2 separate regions of the Anas platyrhynchos genome follow, and region 2 is linked to region 1. A link is a contact called in public Hi-C data. All regions are on one chromosome and are shown on one strand. The core of a region is the stretch at or near the end of the contact, and the rest is flanking DNA. Distances in the headings are between cores, read along the strand shown. Region 1 overlaps TIAM2 (TIAM Rac1 associated GEF 2). Region 2 holds the start of CLDN20 (claudin 20).

Evidence for each region. Hi-C and Micro-C count contacts between places; a contact is called where the count stands out from the background.
Region 2: a contact with region 1 is called in a Hi-C map of F1 follicle, with 4 times the contacts expected there. The contact joins the promoter of CLDN20 here to the enhancer-like site in region 1. A contact is called at or near these places in 3 of 8 Hi-C or Micro-C datasets (F1 follicle, F5 follicle and subcutaneous adipose tissue).

What each region holds. Positions count from the first base shown.
Region 1 is chr3:55,827,645-55,830,884 of IASCAAS_PekinDuck_T2T, reverse strand. TIAM2 (TIAM Rac1 associated GEF 2) reads right to left here. Exons shown (of 28, transcript XM_072035931.1): 11 at 890-1,054. Among named protein-coding and RNA genes, the nearest start is that of CLDN20, 64 kb to the left of the region's middle. Within about 2 kb of position 1,559, at least 1 of the 8 cell types and tissues checked has an H3K27ac peak or open chromatin away from gene starts, as enhancers often do. A contact at or near this core is called in F1 follicle, where this site is marked.
Region 2 is chr3:55,891,980-55,895,219 of IASCAAS_PekinDuck_T2T, reverse strand. CLDN20 (claudin 20) reads right to left here and starts at 1,669. Exons shown (of 2, transcript XM_027454397.3): 1 at 1,513-1,669. The region is part of intron 6 of TFB1M (transcription factor B1, mitochondrial); the gene reads left to right.

The DNA of each region.
Region 1 (3,240 bases), core at 310-2,809:
AAGCTACAGATAGTTTTTGTATAGAGTGGGACTATGTACCAAAAAAAAAAATCCTCTTTTTTTTTTTTTCTCCATTTTTTTTTCTCTTTACTTGTGAAGTGAATAAACTATACTTACCACTTGTTAGAAAATAGGAAAACATGATTTGGGTGTGAAAGCTGTTCCAAAGAACTTGTTTGTATAATTTGATTTGAATCATGACGTCAGAGCCAAATTCAACCACTAACACAAATGAAGACCAAGGTGCCAGGTAAGTTGTGATGCTCTAGAGGTGGTGGTCTTTTGTTGGTAGTTTTTTATTCTACCCTCCATCTGTGACTCCACTTTCTGTCCCAAGATCTACTGCAATCCCTCTCAAATTTCTGGCACTGACTGTCATAACATACTCTTTGAAATTTTCAAGTAGAACATGTGCTTCATTAATCAAAAGCCAAAAAAGGACCCTTGAAGAAGCAAACATATATGTTAGCCATTGTTAACAGCAGTTTTCAGTGTCTTCTCTCCTGACATTAAATCAAACAGTCCCCGTTACTCCTCTGACTAATTTGCACAGAAAGCTCAGTTTGCTGCAGTGACAACTCAGACTGGACATGGATGGAGATATCTCAGGGGCTGATTACCTGGCAAACTGTCACCACTCTTTAAGGATTCAGTGTGCACAGACTTGAGCAGTGCCTCTTGAAAAGCTTTCCACATCCCTGCTACCTTGGCTACAATACAAAATAATACTGCTAAAGGAAATGGTGCAAACGCTCAAAATGTGCCTTAATGCAGAGACAGGGAGATGCTGGTATTATTCGTTCACTATTAAGGAGTCCTCAGAAGTATTATGGTCCTTCTGAGGTCCACAGTTGTTAATGAGGTGCAATCGTACATGAAAAATGCATACCTTGCAAGCCAGAGAAAGAACATCTTCCACTCTGTGTTCTGGCTTGAGGGTTAATGCCACTCCTTGGCCATCACAGAAGTGCACATATGTTTGTGTTTCCCATGCACCCTCCTTTTGGATGCTGTCTGGCACTGAGCAGTAGACGTTCAAAAATTCATCAACTTGCTGCTGGAAACAAGGGAGAAAGGTACAACACATGAGGATGTTGCTAAAATAAAAAATGTACAGTTCCACTGATAGCTTGCAGTGCACATATACCACCATATCTTTAGACACAGTACTGTGCATTTTCCCATGGTGAGCAAGGGACAAAGTTCTGTTACCTGTTCTCATTCATTGTCAATGACTCAATTTTCTTGAGAATGGATTGCATTCCCACTGAGTTCCCATTATGGGCTTTTATGCCTTTTCATATTATTTGTTGATTTAACTCTAAGTGAAAATACATAGCTACCTGATATTATACCGCAGTGGGAAACATTTATTAAGAAGAATTGACTACTACAATTTTATCTAATTAACAAATGTGAGAAAAAAACATAATTACTATAATTTTAGCAGAAAATGATAATATAGCAAACTTCCAGCAGAGAGCACTGTAGAGCAAGGCTTGCCATGACATAAAGGACTAAACAGGAATAAAATGTTCTCATTCTATTTACAGTTTAAGATCATATTATTTGATAGGTAGCAGAGTACTTGCTTGTTTACCATTCTGGCTCACATCCACATTCATTGCAAAGCCACTCAAGCTTGATCAAATACAATATCCACCCTAACTAAAATTCCTGTCATTTTCTCACCCTTCATTTTCACACTTTCTTCTGCACCACACTTCAGGCTAGACGGTTCAGAAGCCACACAAGGAGAAGAAAAACACTGAGAGCAGTTCTGAACTTGGAATTTCACCTCTCTATTTGGGTCTGCCTGTTCAGCATGTCACTCCACTGCCCCTATCAAGGCGTTTATGTTTACATGGAGAGGCTCCCTGGATTCCCCCTTTCAGCCAAAGGAAAGTGACAATAACCCAGAAAAGCAGCAGAACTGTGACCCAAGACAGATCTTACGATAGCCTGAGCTGTTCTCAGGAGTGCCTACTTCCCGGCTGCTTTTTTTTTTTGTTGGTTTGTTCTTTTCCCTTGTTGCTGTGGGTTGGGGTGTTTTTGTTGCCTAACAAAGCCCCTTGATTATGCAATTCTTCCTCCTGACTCTGCAGGGACACAAGCCCAGTGGTCCACTGCAATTAAAAGCTCCAGCAAAATCACTGCACAGGGACTGCTTCCCTTGCTGCAGGCAGCAAAGTTATTGACAACAATCTACCAGTAGCAACAAAGAGACCAATATTATTTTGTTTTTTTAAATAACAACTGTGGCTGTAAAAACGATGTAGTAAGCAGTCCTACTTGTGTAATTACCAAACAATGCAGAAATTCAGGTTGCAAACGAACCACAGTAATAATTTTATGCAAGAGTAATGCTGGTTTTGGCAGAATTATATTAATGAACTAATAGCATGCAAGAATCTTATAGTGATTGCTCAACTGTCCTTTTTAAATAGCTAAAAATGACACATTGATTAACATAGGTCCATGGAAATCCTACTAAAATAGAGCAACTACTATGCATAACAGCAATACTGTTATGCTACTGCAATTAATGGAGCGATGAAATCTACACCAGGTGAAGTTTCACCTCGGTGGCTGTGGCTCCAACCTGCTCGTAAAACTGTTGTTGTTGAAGAAGATAATTCCAGCAGAACCGTGGTGCTCTCAGAAAGCAGTAAATCAAGTGCCTGGTAATAAATGATGACCTCCTTCCACAGTGCAAGTAGGAGGAATGAGAAAGGGCAAGGCATGCACGCTGCAAGAGTTGAGATGGAAATGGTCAGACTGAATTCTCCAGTGGCTCCCTTCAGGGAAAGACGAAGCCATGTTGACTTAGGTAGGGAGATGCTCCCAGCAATTCAGACATTTGTAATTACCAAAATGGTTAATTGCCCTGCAATAGTAGCTCTCCCTGTCTGTTCAACAGAAATAAATCTCACTATTGCCAAGGATTAAAATAAAGAGGATGAAGGTGATGAGAAATAAGTTTAAAGTCACCTTCTTCTGGAAGCTTTTAAGACAAGACAAAGTTCTTCCACCCATCTAAGACTCTTTCCTTTCTTTGCCATGCATACTGGTGCCCGAACATAAGCCTCGTATCTGTTACTAAACAAAAATATGTTCCTTAGCTGCCGTTGAGATACTGTTGCTTCATCCACATTTTCCATCTCAGAAAATCTGACATGAAAAGAGATTTTTTTTTCCTGTTATGCCTGCAGTGACTAATACTACAATAGTTCATTCATT
Region 2 (3,240 bases), core at 420-2,919, 64 kb before region 1:
AGAAAAACACATTGGTGAAAAATATATTCTACTCTTAATGCACCTTAAGTGTGTTGATGGATGTAATTGTAGCTCCTGTTGACTGTTTTTTAACAATGAACATTGTTATCTTTTGTTTAAAGTATAGTTCAAAGTAACCCTTTATTTCAGGTCTTTAAATATTGCCGTTCTTTTCTGTATCCCAATTTTCATGTTTTTGAAGAAGAATAAGAAGGTGCTTAGTTTTTGCAATATTTCATGGTTGACTTACATAACTAACGTTTCTGAATCACTGTTTTATTTTCAGCCAGTGCTTCTCAGACCTTGACATAGATCAACAGTCTTAGCAAGTGGATTATAAGTGTGAATACGATGTGTTGTTATCTATAAAATAAAATACTGGTTTTAATACTGATAAGGAACAACTCAGTTGTATAAGTGCATTTTTAATCAGAAAGCTATTGGAAATAATTTGCAAATTTACCATACAGTGGAAGATTTAAAAAATTGTTTAAAAAAAACAATCTTGCATAAAGGATCAAGTTTAATTTGACAGAGTAGAACATTTGGGTAGTATGATGCACCTGTGAAGACAGAACTATTGGTGTTAGATCAATTGGACCACTGGGATAGTAGATGAAGAAAAATGGTTTGAAACAAGTGATGAGGATTACAAAAGGTGTATAGACTTCTGAGGGGGGCTATATATTTGGCAGTTCTTGTTTTTTATCAGCATGATAAATAAAGAGCAGTCCTTATGCTTTCACAGACATTCTGTCTAAATAAGACCAAGTTTAATGCTATTGTTTAGTATTGTTAAAACTTTTTTGGAAAACCATAACAATAGGGATAAGGTTGAATTAAGTGAAGCACAAAATAACAGTGGCATTATACTCTTATTTCACCTTTTTGTACATAGAACTGCAAATTTTTGATCACCGTGTCTTTAGTAGCATTATATATCAAGTAATTTTCTAATTTTGTAGTGCAGTGTTAGTAATAAACTAGAATTTATATATTTTACTTAATTCAGGTAATTGTTTAAGGATGTGCTAACTCTGTCCAGCATAAACATATGTATATATCAAATGGTTATAGTTAGGGTGAGTATGTTAACAGCTACTCTATTTAAAAATCTTATTTCCAAGTCTTTCCTATCTCCAGATCCCTTTGGTTTGTTCAGTCTGTGTAGAGTTGCTTTGGCAAATATATATCATTTGCTATATCAGGCCCATGGGAAAGAGGTCTTATCTTTCTTTTACAGAAGGAACTGACGTGTCTAGGTAGTTCAAAATCACTCAAAAGCATAATCTGGAAGAGCTAATTAGGATCTTGAGTTAGCCTTTTTATTGCATCCTTTTTAAAATTTCAGCATTTTCAAGCATGCAAACAAACCCAAAGCACTGCAAATGGTAATCATATATTATAATTAACAGGGTGAACTGATTTAAGGGCATGATAAATTCAACTATAAGCACTGTAAATGTAATAAAATACACAGTTATCATACATTTCTGTTTGTGTAGCACTTACTGCTCGATGTGAGGTCTGAGATGTTTTCTTCACTGTAGATGTCTTGGAAAAATGCAGTTTCTCTTGAGTGGAACTGTCCCTTCTCATATAAAACTGCATTGGCGTGTATTAACAAAATTTCTTGGAGTGTTGTTTTTTCTGTTCTCTACAGCAAGTGCAGTACTGTTGTTTGTTCCCTCTCTTAGTTCCATCTAGCAGAGAATAAAGGACTACTTTGTTTAATGAGTTTTGTTTGACAAACACTTAGTAAGGGAAAGCAAAGAGATTATAGAGAAAAATACATGGACGCCGTTCGTGCTAAATACATCATGATACCCAGCCTCTATGATGAAAACTGTAAACAGTGATTAAAAGGAGTAGTAAAATCTTGATAATCCAAAAACCATAGATTTATGAATTCAGGGATGGGGGTAGGTAGGATTCATTTAAGTTGATCTGAGAGCTAGACAGTTTTATTTTTTTTTTTTCCTTTCTTTCTCCTTTTTTTTTTTTTCATCACATATAATCTTATTATGAGTTTAAACTTCCTAGGAGAGAACTATGCAATGTATTTTAATTTCTAATTGGAACAGCAGCATATTTCTATTCAGCTACAGGTTTTCCTCATCTGTCCTTGATAGCTTTTGCCTTCTGTAGATCATCCTTTACTTTGTTATCATTCTATATAAAAGAATGAAGGAATAAAGCTACTAATAAAGTTTACATGGTAACTGCAATTTATTGGTGAAGTGGCCTCAACAAGTCAGTATTAGAAACTGAGAGGCTGAGAGAAGTCTTGCTGCTTGCAGCAGTGATATAACTGTAGGTTCTGTTTCTGGCTTTCGGTTTCCTGTGTTCATCTTTGTGGTGCAAGATTTGGAGGATCAAAATTATTTTATTTTCATTTGCCAATGAGGAGGAATCCCTGGATTTGTTTCTTTAGACATGGTGACGTTTAACAACTTGTCAGCTCTCCCATCTGAGGGAAGCTTCTCAGTTCCCAGGCAGGCACTAGTGTGATGGTTCAGTAACTGCAGTATGAGCTAATATCATGTGTCTGTTCTGACATAACGTCTTTAGATGTGCTTCGGGGTTTTCCAGCTGGTCAAGAACTTTCTTACAGTACTGGCCAAACTGGTAGAAACTACTTTAAAAATCAAAATAAGCGGATAATATATAAATGCTGCAGTAATGTGTAATGTCTCATAAGTCTATTTGGGGTTCTTTGGAGCAGTCAGAGAATGTGTGGATGGACCACAGTGAGATTTACTTATGTTATGAGAAAACATTTGTGATGGCCTTTCCAAAGCTCTTGAAAGAATTAAATGGTCACAGAGTAAAGTAGAAAGGTCTTTACAGGGGAGAAATGGTTGGAAAACTAGATATGAATAGATGGGTAGAAATAAATGGTCAGTTTTCACACTGAATGGAGTTTAATTTATTAGTCGATTTGTAGAGTGAGTCTAAGTAAAAGCTTGTGCTGCATAACATCAACAGTCTGGAAAAATGTGAAGACCTATGAGAATTTTTGCTCATGAAAATTTTGAGAATAGTAAAGATGAGATTTAACTGAAAAATTGCAAAGGGAACTTTATAGTACTACTGATTTGATAAAGTATCAAATTGAAGTGAAGCATTAATATAAATGACACAAGGGGAAGAACACACGTGCAGCAATAGTTGAATTCATTAATCTGTTTTTTTTGTTTGTTTCTTTGTTGTGTTGTGGGTTTTTTTTTTTTGAGTTTT